2 separate regions of the Anas platyrhynchos genome follow, and region 1 is linked to region 2. The links are chromatin contacts, called in public Hi-C maps. All regions are on one chromosome and are shown on one strand. The core of a region is the stretch at or near the end of the contact, and the rest is flanking DNA. Distances in the headings are between cores, read along the strand shown.

The links. A called contact is a pair of places that touch in the nucleus more often than the background predicts.
Region 1: a Hi-C map of subcutaneous adipose tissue shows a contact between it and region 2, with 2.4 times the contacts expected there. The contact joins two enhancer-like sites. A contact is called at or near these places in 2 of 8 Hi-C or Micro-C datasets (skeletal muscle and subcutaneous adipose tissue).

The regions. Positions count from the first base shown.
Region 1 is chr3:41,615,068-41,621,346 of IASCAAS_PekinDuck_T2T, reverse strand. No RefSeq gene overlaps it. Among named protein-coding and RNA genes, the nearest start is that of TRNAM-CAU, 230 kb to the left of the region's middle. Within about 2 kb of position 3,561, at least 2 of the 8 cell types and tissues checked have an H3K27ac peak or open chromatin away from gene starts, as enhancers often do. A contact at or near this core is called in subcutaneous adipose tissue, where this site is marked.
Region 2 is chr3:41,271,198-41,277,301 of IASCAAS_PekinDuck_T2T, reverse strand. No RefSeq gene overlaps it. Among named protein-coding and RNA genes, the nearest start is that of TRNAS-GCU, 76 kb to the right of the region's middle. Within about 2 kb of position 1,396, at least 1 of the 8 cell types and tissues checked has an H3K27ac peak or open chromatin away from gene starts, as enhancers often do. A contact at or near this core is called in subcutaneous adipose tissue, where this site is marked.

The DNA of each region.
Region 1 (6,279 bases), core at 2,312-4,811, 340 kb before region 2:
TTCCTGTTAAGAAAATGAAAAGCAGATGTAGATGTTAAAAAAAAAATAAATAAAAATAAAACATAGCCAGTGGTTTGCATACTCATGCTGTATTGGGACAGTCTGGGTTATAAAGTGGTGAATACTGGGGGTAAGGACGGTGGTTTTAAATTTTATTTTGTTTTCACTTTTTTTTTTAGAGCTGCCATTCAGATCTCTCAGTCAAACTAGGATATGTCACATTCAGCTGGTTTTGCGATAGGAAATATTGATGGGGATGCTCTCTTAGATGAGTAAGCCCACAGTGATGCTGCAGGTGATGGGCTTTTCTATCTTTACCCAGTACTTCTGTCATGAACAAGAACTTGAGTTGGGCTGAACTATTTTTTTTTTCCCCTTGGATTACCCCTAGCTGCCAGCCTATGCTTGTGATCCCACATCAGCTTCTTGAGAAATGAATCAGTCCTGATTCTCCTTGTAACGTCATTTCAAGGTGCAAGGCAGGGAGGGGGAAGGAATTAAAGCCTTCAAGGAGAGGAAAGCAGGATGGTGATTTCAGGATGTCTTTTCAATGGAAAGGCTTCCAACAAATAGGAGAATATGTGAAACTGCTTTCTGACCAGACTCTCTTCAGACCCCAACCACTCCCCACCCTCCATAGGATTTTTGTGTGTATCAAGGAGGGAGCAAAATAGTAGAGGCAATTAAGTGATAGGGTGTCATAGGAAAAGGTATGGTGAAAATATGTGATTATTTATAAAGCTGCTTACTCTGGTAGTTTCATGAATTTCATGAAACACGTCTCTCTCTCCTGTGAGGGTATGAAACTGTGAGATTTAGGATCTGCCAACTGTGGTGAGAAAGGCCTGATTTTTTTTTTTTTTCTGTCATTTTTTTCAGATGACTTTCCTGACTCTTGGTTGGTCTGCAGACTTCTTTAATGACCTGTTGCTGCAGTGCCACTTCCTGTTTGTACAATATGTTGACATTTGAAAGACTGCCCTGTCTTCCCTGTAATTGATATTAAATATATATATACATATTATACATTTATATGTATGTAGGAACACTCCTGACAGGAAATGGGTAGGGTTGCAGGAGGCTTCAGCTTTAGCTATTGGAGCCATCCACTGGGTAGGGAGAAGGAGCTTCCCAAAGTGATAGAAGGGGTGATTTGGGGATCTAAGCAGGGAGAAACAGCAGGATTTGGGTGCAAGGCATGTCAGCGCCTTTTCCCTGCACCCTACCGCTCCTTCAGGAGTGCTGGCTGTGACATTCCAGTTCATACTGTGTGAATGTACTTCAGCCATCCATCCTGGTGTGACTGCTCCTTGACTGTGCTGTGCAAGCAGAGCTCATGGGGCATGCAGTTGCTGAGTAGCCCCCATGAGGGCACACACGTACACACTCACTTCAGAGCTCAAGCTGCTGCTGCTGCTTTTTAAGCAGCTAAATGTATTCAGACTGAATGCCCCTCAGATCAAGGCAAGCAATGTGAAGTACAGTATTTCGAACTTGAGCGTAAATAATTGAAATTTTCAAAACTTGCAAGTTTAAAATACTTTATTATTATTATTTGACAAATTCTCATGCTGTTATATTTGTGTGTTTTCTGTCTCCATCCAAAGTTCCTTTATCTTTGTCTTTTTATTTCTTCATTTGCATTTTTTCTTCCCTTTATCTAAATACTCATTGCAAGTGTGTGTGTCTATACATTTTTACATACAAAAATCTGTAATGCTGGTGATCTGGCTTTAATTTCAGTGTGTTTCAAGATCAGAAGGTAGACAGCTCACTAATAGCTTCAGCAATGAAGTAGCTAAAATTCATAGTGTATGGATGGGTAAATAGGTGAGAGATTTTAATACCACATGCAGTCTACTCTGCTATGAAGTACAATCCAAACTCCTTTCTTTGCTCTGATAAATCTGGTTTTGTGCATATTCACAGAGATGGGTAACCTAGGCATGTACTGCCCTTTAATTCTACTTCATCTCTTCCTCACTCGTCACATGTCTTTAATCCATGTAGTGAGGACAGGCAAGTGCCAGATTCCTGGATGCGATTAAAAGGTCACATCCTTTTGCAGTAGTTGCTATTCCACTTCTAACCTGAGGATTGCAGGGGAGAGCAAGTCTTGAAATGTTCAAGGGCCTTTCCTTTTTTTTTTTTTTTATCTGAATCATCTGATGCACTGCTGTCTACAAAACTGTATTAAAGAAGAAACTCATTGCTTTGGAATGTTTTAGTATTGAAGTTACACTTGAACAGAAATATGTCATGATTTGCTGTGGGACTTTGTTTCCACATCCATCTGAGGTAGAAACTGAGGAAAAGGAGACATAAAAATGTGTAGGCCATTACTTGTACTATCTGGTTACTGAAGTGAAATTATGCTTGTGGTATATGGAGTAAATGATTCAAGCACCTAAAATGGTTCAGAGGGGTAGATTTATTTTTCTGTTGTAGGTAGCATCGAGAGAAGCCCTTGGTGGCAGTTGCTTTAGAGGAATAAACTGGAGAAGCTCAGAATATACTTGACTGGAGTAGTATATGTCTTTTCATGTCATATTTACTGCACTTTGAGACCGTAAAAAAGAATCAGTTCCTCTGCTGATGTCAGTTCTGCACCATGTCTATACCTAAACAGTACATTGTAGCTTTAAGCACACCCATTCTGGCACACTTCATAACTCCAAAATTCTTTGAGATGCAGTTTTTGTGTTGCTGGTTCCTTTCACGCAGACGATATTGCCAATTGTAGCTGTGGGCCTTTCAACACAGGAAGAAGAGATGGGTTTCCTATTGGGCTCCTGTCTGTGGAGCTCCTTAGTGGCTTGCAGGTTTCATCAGCCAGGAACTTAGCCTCTCTTCCAGGGAGCTGGTGGCTGTTTTAGTCTTTCCCTTGCTGATTTAAAGGTGCATTGAATTCCTGGTTCTGAGTGGTGAGGAATATAAATATTTAAGTCCCCGAAATATGACATTTTACTAGACCTAAATGTTACTTTTAGGTAATCTTTATAACACCCACTAACATCTTGTTTGTTTTTTAAAGTCTTGCTGCAGTAATGTTTTCCTTTGGAAAAAGTACTTGTATGGGAGAAACTTTTTTTTCCCTGGCTTAGCAAATTACTGAGAGAAGTCTTTACACCCAAGAAAACAATTAAACTTTTTTTTTTTTTCCTCAGCAGAAAGGCTGTCTTCTAACATTAAGGAAAAAAAAAAAAATACAGCTTCTAGAAGGAGGCTGGGTTAAATTTAATTTCCAGTGTCTTCCTGTGAGTTTTAAACTCTTTTCCTTGGAAGAGCTTTTTGCTGGTTGCTCGCTGAGGGGAGCAGAATCATGAGCGTGCTGCGGTGACAGGAGGAGATCTGACCATCTCCTCCCGGCGCTGCAGTGCGGGACGCTTGGGGAAGTCTGGGGACAGGCGGTCAGGGCAGTGGGACCATCAGCATCAGCCTCCCGGAGCACACCGGTGTCTTATCTAGCCAGAAAGCCGTGCGGCTTTGGACTTGAGCAAACGCTAGCAGCCCTTGGTGTGCGCCTCCGTTTTCAGAGCCTGCGACTGAATCCTTGGCAGGAAGGTGGCGCTGGCACTCTGAGATTGGGATTTCTTGCAGCTGGTGACTTCAGAGCCACAGGCGTACCTTTTAAACAATCTCTACAGGCTGCATCAAGTGGAAAAACAACTTCCCCGCAGCTGTTTTACGTTGTGATTTTTGTCGTTGTTGTTCCTATTTTTATTTTTTTTTTAAATGCCTGACACTTAAATCCTGCTCCCTTACAAATAAGATCCCCTCTTTTCCTGTGAAATAAATGCCGCCTCAACTAGTTCACGTCTTACACCACCTTCATTGTATCCCAGCACCAACTAGCTCTAGGAAGCTTTTGGTTACAATGAGCTGCTTTGTATGGAGTGTGTGTGGCTTTGGTGGTGACCTCGGTGAGCAGGGGTTGGTTTTGGTACGGTGGAGGCTGTGGGGGGGGGATGACCCCCATGTGGGTGTCAGCATGGGTTTTTGTACTTCTGCTGACTTTAGAACTCAGGGTGTGACTCCAAACTGCACTCTGTTCCCAAACCTACTTTTTTTTTTGTTTGTTTTCCTCCTGCCTTTTATATGTTTATGTTGAATTCCATGTTCTAGGCACACAACTTTATCTAGGTAATGTGCCCCCTTTTTCTCTACACTGCTTATGAAGTTTTAGCATTAGTGAATTGAGCTCACTTTAACCTTGAACTTCAAGACATAAAATTAATTGTCCATTTCTTCCCAGCCTGCCCACTCCTTTAATTTTGGTATATAACCAATCATTTCGGTGAGTACTGGCAATACACATTGCAGGGCAAATGATGGTAGTTATTTTCAGTTTACTTTAGGTGTGTGTGTGCATGGTGCACTCAAATAAATAAGATACATGCTCTCACATGCAAGGAGCTTGAGTGTGTTAAGTATTTACACTTAGACTATTGCTTGCATACTATTCTACATGTATTTAAAGCTTTCATGTACCTTGAATGAAGTACAAGATACAAAAGGATTAAAGTCTGTATTGTCACCAACCATGCAAATAACCCATGTGTACACATGTGTATTTTTTTCTAGACCACTTTTAAAAACTTAACTACAGTATTAAACATGCAAGTTTTTTAAAAAATCTTATTTCATGAAGGTAGTCATTTAATAACAAAACACTGTGTTATTCACAAATTTTCTTGTGCTACATAATCTATTCTAATTGCTTAATCTCCAAGGAGTTCTATTGGCATTTATTTAACACCAGTTGCAAGTGTAAATGTTCTTAATTTCCAGTATGTGAAAGTTGCAATGAACGCATGTAACGGAGGATGTCAAATTGACACTTCATGCAATGATGTAGTTAAGGCAGCATTAAGTTACTTTTAAATAGGATTAATTTATTAAAGTTCAAAGCTCCTCAGAGCATAGGAACAAGTATGTGATGGCTTGTTATTGTTTGAAAGTAACTTGTGGAGGGGAGTCACTCCAAAATTTCTGTGATATAACTTTACATTACAGTAAATGATGAACTTAAAGACTTAAAACGTTAAGCAGGGCAAACAATTCAGTACAAGGCAGAGAACTTGGCTTGGCAACCATTGCACAAAGCCTGCTTGGGCTGTTAATTAGCACTTGCATTGTAATAGAGCCATGCAGTCCCAGACACTGTACAGAGCAGGTGTGGGGGGCTTCTCTAGAGCTTCTACATCTTCAGCATATGAGATGTGGGAACAAATTGGTCTTGGAGGGCACAGGACATCAATAAAGGTCTCAGAAGAGGTGAGTGGTGTTATTTAGAAAGGAATTGGAACAGCCCCAGTACCCTGTCAGCTGTTTTCCACTGGTGGAGTCATAGCTTTGATCCTCTCTGTAATCTTGAATATCACTGTAGATATACATACAGGAACACAAGTAACAGCTGGCACCCAAACTCTCAGGAAAAACTCTGAAGTTCCAGGTTCTTTTTGTTTGTGCTGGATTTCACAGGGCAAAGTAACTCAGGAAACCATGCAATGAAGAAAACAATGCTTTCTATAACATGACTGTATGTTCTAGAAACACGTTTGCCTGTGAGCCCTACTTTGTGGGGCATACTGCTGAAGCATACAGAAGTAGCTTAAAAAAGGAAAAACTAGTGTTTTGTGCTGGCTATTAACGGGAGCAGAGTTCAAGAAGCCCATGTTCAGTCAGTTTGCCAGCCCAGCTCAAATACAATCCTACCTCTCATACCTTTACCCTGGGTGAGGTGCATCATCTCTGGGACTTCCTTGTTCCTTCAGTAGATGTTGAGACTTACACTAGTTATCTTAGTACTTTCAGAGAGGGAATAGTTTCCCTCAGGGACCTGAGTGTGATAATTCATGTGGGAAGGCAATCCAGCTAGAATGTGACAGAACGAGTGGGAAAGATGAAGGCCGGTACATGAATTTCCTTGTCCATCTGAGCTGTCTTGAGCTCTTAGTAGCTACAAAAAAATAATGCTGTCTGAACACTACTCTTTCTGAGACTGGGGCATCTTTATTTTGAAAATTAGATAGGTATATTCATGCAATTAGACATATTTTGTGAGAAGTTCAGTCTTGATTATCCTCAGAGCAATGAGTAGCAGCATGTGATCATCTCTTCTCCAGCTGTGCAGGGTTGTGAAGGTTTTTTTTTGGCTTTCAGGCACAGCAGAGTTTGTCTGATTTACCACAGATTTCTGTGGTAAAGAATAGATCTGCACAAGGAGCAAAACATCCTGTCACCTTGTGCCTAGGTGTCTCCTACAAGATAGAATCC
Region 2 (6,104 bases), core at 147-2,646:
TTGCCTCAAGGAAATGTTAATACAGTTATATAAATTCTCATTCTATTAAATGAAAGGCAAGTCCAGTTTCATGGGGCATTAGGAATTGCTGTTGTAAATTAGACCAGTGTGCAGCCTACTGAAGTGAGGGGAACTTTAAAAGATTCCTGCCAGACTCCTCAGGCATGAAGTGATATTTTGAACACTGTAACAGTGGCTAGGAGTTTCAGGAAAAGGTGTGCATTATTGAGAAAAATTTTGTTCACAGTGGGAGTTTCCTCTAATCCTGCACAGACTTAGAATTAATTTTTCAAGAGAGACCAAATAATACCCTAAATTCCCTTAAAATTCGATGGGATTTATGTGCCTAACATCCCAAGTCTTTCTGAAAATCTACCTTTTATGTTTGGCTTATGCTGTAGAGAATGAGAGGGAGATATTTCTTGTATAACTCTAACAGCTCAGATTATACACAAGTAATCCAAACCACCTGTGGATTGCTGCAGTGAAAAATTTATGGTTGTCCCTATTCGCACACACACAAAGCTACACACACGGCTTCCTTTTTTTTTAAAACAGGGCTTCTAATATATTTAGGCTTCAGACAGACTATGAGAAGCACAAGTCTTGGGTGAGCATCCGAGCAGCCACAAAGCTACCCTAGTTTTAGGTTTGGTAGCTGGTCCTGTCAGGCTGCTCTATGAGCAGCTGCAGCTTACTGTTCATGGGGAAAGACAGCTATGCAGAGCAAGCATCAGCTGCAGAGTCCCCAGAGTCACCAGCTAGGGAAATCAGTCAGCTTGGAGCTACCAGGGCAGCACAGAGGTGCTAGATCAGCTTTGGGTACGGCTCTGGTAAAAAGGTGACCCAGAATTTCAACCCACTACTAAAACAAAATATGCTACAGAAAAAATGCTTCATGTGGATCATCTGGAAGTGACTTGAGATAAAAAAGGATATGACTGAATTATTAATTTAAATCAATAGCATTTTAAGAGTGTACAATTTGTGAATTCCTAATTTAAAATAACAAAAAAAAAAAAAAAAAAAGGATTAAAACACTAGAGAGGGACCCATGCAAACCATCTAGACATTGGCAGCTTGAACATGCAAGGTCTAGGCAATACTCTGCTCTGGCTGATACTGATGCAAAAAGACAGCAAGAGGAAAGTACCGAAGTAAATATAAAAGCGTTCCACTACCAAACAGGAAACAAAGAAGCACCAAGAAGCTGTGCTGTTCACAGGGGATCTGTTCAAATGAGATAGTATTGAAGAGATTCAACCCAATCTAGGACACTGCGAAGATGAATTTAAAGACATGTAAGATTGAAATGGAACCTAAAATTAGTACAGGGTGTTTTGTCTCTTCACTCCATATTTCCGTCCTACGTAGTGAGATCATATCACTGCTAGAGCCAAATGCTCTCTCACTGCTGTTGCTATGAAAGGCTAACAGAAGCTGCCAAGACCTCTAGTGAGGCATATTAAGTGAAAATCTATATAAATTTTCCTACTGCTCTTTCTATCACTGTGCAATGTTTTACAGTGTTAGCATTCTGATATGCTAATTACGTACCTTGCAAAGAGTAAAGATTGTGCCTGATCTCACAATAAACAGCTTATAATGGAGAATATACAATGCTAGGAATATTCTGAGTGGAAAACATGAGATGGGAGTTCGCTGCTATGGGTTTTTGAGGGGCTTATATAAAAATTAAAAATGGAATAGACTCAAAAACCTCACGTCTTACTGTTGCAAATAATCCAAATAACCCCCCACACATCCATGCAAACTGAGCAATCCTAGAGTAAAATCTAGTATCAAAAGGCTAATTAAGCTACCTTAATTTTAACAGGTGTAGAAACTTAAGAAAATGCCATTTTCAGCAAAATAAAACGGTTTGTAGTTTTATGTTGATTCAAAGCCCAGTAGCAATCATCTTTGGATAAACGTAGCGAATACATTCCAATAACTGAAAAATAAATAAATAAATAAATGAACAGCAATTGTTATTTTTAAGTATTCCGTGAAAAAGATATTTTCAGACACCTACTACTTGCTGATAGGCAGCCCTACAGTAGTTTGGGCAGCCTTCTTGTTCCTCAAGAAGGCACAGAGACAAGAGTACAGATACATCCACTTTTAACAACTAAACGATTGCCATTGGCACATGGAATGCTACCATTCCTTTAGTTCCTCTGGCCCACGTTTCTATAACATACAAAATTGCTCAGATAATCTGGAATTAGATCTGGCAACACTATCCAAACCGCGCCTGCCATTCACCTCTCACAAGGAGACAGGACGCAAGGAAACTAGATACAGCCCAAGGAAGCAAGTGTAGCCAAGATCAAGAGTGTAATGCAACTGAACTGGACTTCATTTTTGGCTCAGATTATTTTTGCTGACCCTAACAGACCCAGTGATCCTGCTCCTGAAATCTTTGCAAGTTCACCCAACTTTTACTTTAGAGAGCAGACTGATGCATAGGCCCAGGAGATTAACTGCATAAACCTCAGGACAACTTTCGTTCTTCAGAGGAAAGGTGTAGCAATGCAATGGGCAATCCCTAGGCTTCAGCTCAGCTTGCCCCCTCTGCTAGTACGTTAGACTGAAGTGAGAGGGGATAAGAAGAGAGAACAAACATTAAGCAAATGGAGATTAGGTAGGTAGAAACTAAAACATATTTAGGGTTTGTTTTTTTTTTTCCACTTAGTTTGCAGATTTTTCTTACAACCTTTTCACACATTTTAATCTTCGAGACAAGGCCAACATATACAAGCCATCTAAAAGACAGGAAAGGGACAAGAGTTGAAGCATTTCACCAAGATCACTCACTGTCAGGAGCAAAGCTGCAACTAGAACACAAGTTTCTACTGTCCTGGTCTTGACTGATGTTCCTCAGATGAGTCTTCTTGACCTCCTTACCTTTACCACCAAAAAAGCCTATCCTACATATATGGCAATGTGTATCCTCTGCATTGAGAAAAATACTCAGTTCACATTTGCTGAAATCAAAGGAACATTTTGTAACAATCATTAAAAGAACTAGGATTAGTACCAGTTTTATCTCTTGTGGAGTCAGTTCACAAAATAATCAAAACTTTACTCCCAAGGATTATCTTTGGTCTATCAGACAAAACTCAGTTGGGCTAATCTAGAACAAGCAGTTCATTCCTTGATTATGCACTGAAACAAAGTAGTACCTAGGTTCAACAGCTCATGAATTCGACTTAAGTAATCATACTTGTGTAGCATGAGACTGAATAAGCTGTTTAAACAGACTTACTCCTAGATCTAGAGAAGACATTTAGGGAAGCATTGCTTCTGAATGGATTACATAGCACGTTATAAACCTTTTTCTTAACAAGCATCTTTGCCAAATAGCACCTCATTGTAGTTCTCCAACCTTACAATAAAAATACGAAGAACCTGTCTGGCCACTAACAGCATTCACATAAGGGGATTTTCAGTCTAGTTATATATAAGCATCCTCTAAGAGGTTTAAACCACAAACTTTTACTGCAATATAAAAAGGGACTGTGCAGGACTTTCTAAAAACATTTGTGCGGAGGTATGAATAGCTGCCTTGGGGAAACTCCCCCGTATTAATAGAAATAGCTGTTATTGCCCTTGCTGTGCAATGGCTCTGAGGGAATAATTACAAATATTCTTGTAACTTACTCTGTTTGAATGTAGTGGTTTTCAGAAAGGCATCTCAATAAGTGGGAAAGTATAAAAGCAAGCTGATAAAAAAAAAAAAAAAAAAAAAAAAAAAAAAGTAAGGCTTATGAGCACTGGAAGCAAGTACCAGTAAGGTAACACACCAGCACAAACACTTCTGCCCAAGAGGCCACAGGTTTGCTACCCTCCATTCCACACCATCAAATCGCCCCTTCACTTGGGATTTGTAACTGAACTAAGGCCATCTCAATTTCACAGACCACAGTCTAGTTAGCAATGTATCAGCCCAGACCCTGCAACGTCTGTCGAACTTAGATCCAGGATAAGAAAACATGGCTGCTAATGTAAACTTATGGATTGTGATGTTTACACATGGCATTTCTCAACTGTGGCCAATTACAGCAAGACCATAACAGTAACCTTGTACTCCCCAAAGACTTCAGCTGTAGTGTCTTCTCTTGTCCTTTCATCCCAAAAGACTTCAGCTTGATTGTCTTTTTCCTTTTCTTTATTCTGAATAATGGAAAGGGTCACAAACGGCTGACAGCCAATCCATTTCTATAATCTGTCTCTGAAGAATCAATATCCACAGGCCTAAGAATGGCAACTTAACAGTGATTAGTGAGGAATATTTCAAATAGCTGTTGGTTATGCTTGAACTTACTATTATCAGTTTTCCTTGAGCACTTCCCGGAAACACGTTCCTAACTTTCTAGAAATCTAGTTAAGTTAACCAACACCAAAGGAAACAGTGTGAAGAGAAAAAAGGCCTGAAACACCAGATATTATAAAATATAATCTATTTTCTTATTTTCTGAAAGTGTCATTCACAATAAAACTTAATTCTGAACTCTGAGAGATCATGTGCCATGAAATCTCTTGACAGTAGAGCTCTACAGTTTTCAGAACTTCAGATATAAGACAGGCTCTCTGGGGAAAAGAAATACAACAAGTTTAGACATTTGAATTGTTGTTTTCCAGTACTGTCTACTTGAATCTTGCACAGCAGTGAAAAACAGTCCATTGCACAAATGCCACCAAAAACTTTAGTGACCTGCCAGGATATCTCCACTTTTTCGATCCTGAAGTTGTCCAAGGAACCACCTTTAAAGTCATCAGTAGTTTGTTGGTTACTCAGCCAAAGGCCAATAAGAGACATGTATCATCATTTCATGAGAAAAAATTAAGGAACTTGAATAAAACTTTCAGAATAAAGCAGTCTCTGAAAAGTACAAACCTCAGAATTTGTTAATTATTTTTGGGAAAAGAAAAAGCTAGCCTCAGGAGGCAATTACTTTCAAGAACTTGTGAGGGCCAAGTCACACACACACAGACCTCTGTCCACCCATCCCATCAGTAACCAAAAGCAGGAAATGGGCATGCACATTTTAGTTCTTTGGTTTGTATCCTCTTTCTAGTTTTATTTATCTTGGAAGATCAGACAGCTTTACAACAGTGGAGAACATAGTCCTACCTTTAGTTGTAACCCAGAGACTTTTCTTCATAATAAATTGAAAGCAAATTTATAATTTTGTAAGACTAACAAGATGAAGTTTTTCCATGTCATATGTTTGACTAAGTGGTGGGGGAAAGTGAGAAGAAAGAAAAATGAAGTCAACAGTTCAGCTACTTCTATGAATGACACACTAAAAATAAATCTATTTTGCAAAATTCAAATTCTATCAACCATTTCTTTAAGAATCTTTAAAGACCTAGACCTTGGAGTAAAAATGTTAAATTTTACATGAGAAACTTTTGCATCAACAATTGGCCTTTGTGATTCATGGGTACATCTACCTAAATTTTGCCAGGTTGAGCTTTTGCAAATGAAAAATAAGGTCTCCACTTGTACCTAGAGATATTTTAGTGGTTAACATTTCCTTGTACCTCTTTGTTTAGCAAACTACACCTCATGAGTTCAAGTTTTGTGTATACCATTCAAAACAGGAAATTTTAACACGCATGATACATTTACAAGTTTTGCCACAGAATATCTGAATTAATTCCACCTTGAGAAGAAACAGATGAACCCAGATTTTTTTATTATTATTTCTTAGCATAATAGCTCTTAGTTCCCCTTGGTTGGAAAACAAAGCATGGACCTCGTCTGTTGTTGGTAAACCAGTGCATCCCTGAGGAATTTTAATATGCTTGAAGAATATTCCTTTGAAATTAAAATAGGGGTTTCTGAGGGAGGACAGCAGGACATGACCAAAGCACTAGGACATTCTGGTCTGGAGAACGGATGTTTTGAGGGTTTTAGCATATCAGAGTAGTCCACTGGTAAAGACTGGGAGGGAATGAGCACAATCTAAAGACTGGCAGAAAAGAAAGTAAAGGGAAGGTGGTCATGAATACAAGACACTGGGGATTATAACTGAGCCAATACACATCAGCTGTGGAGCAAGGGAAGGAACAGGCAGCACTGGATCTTGCTA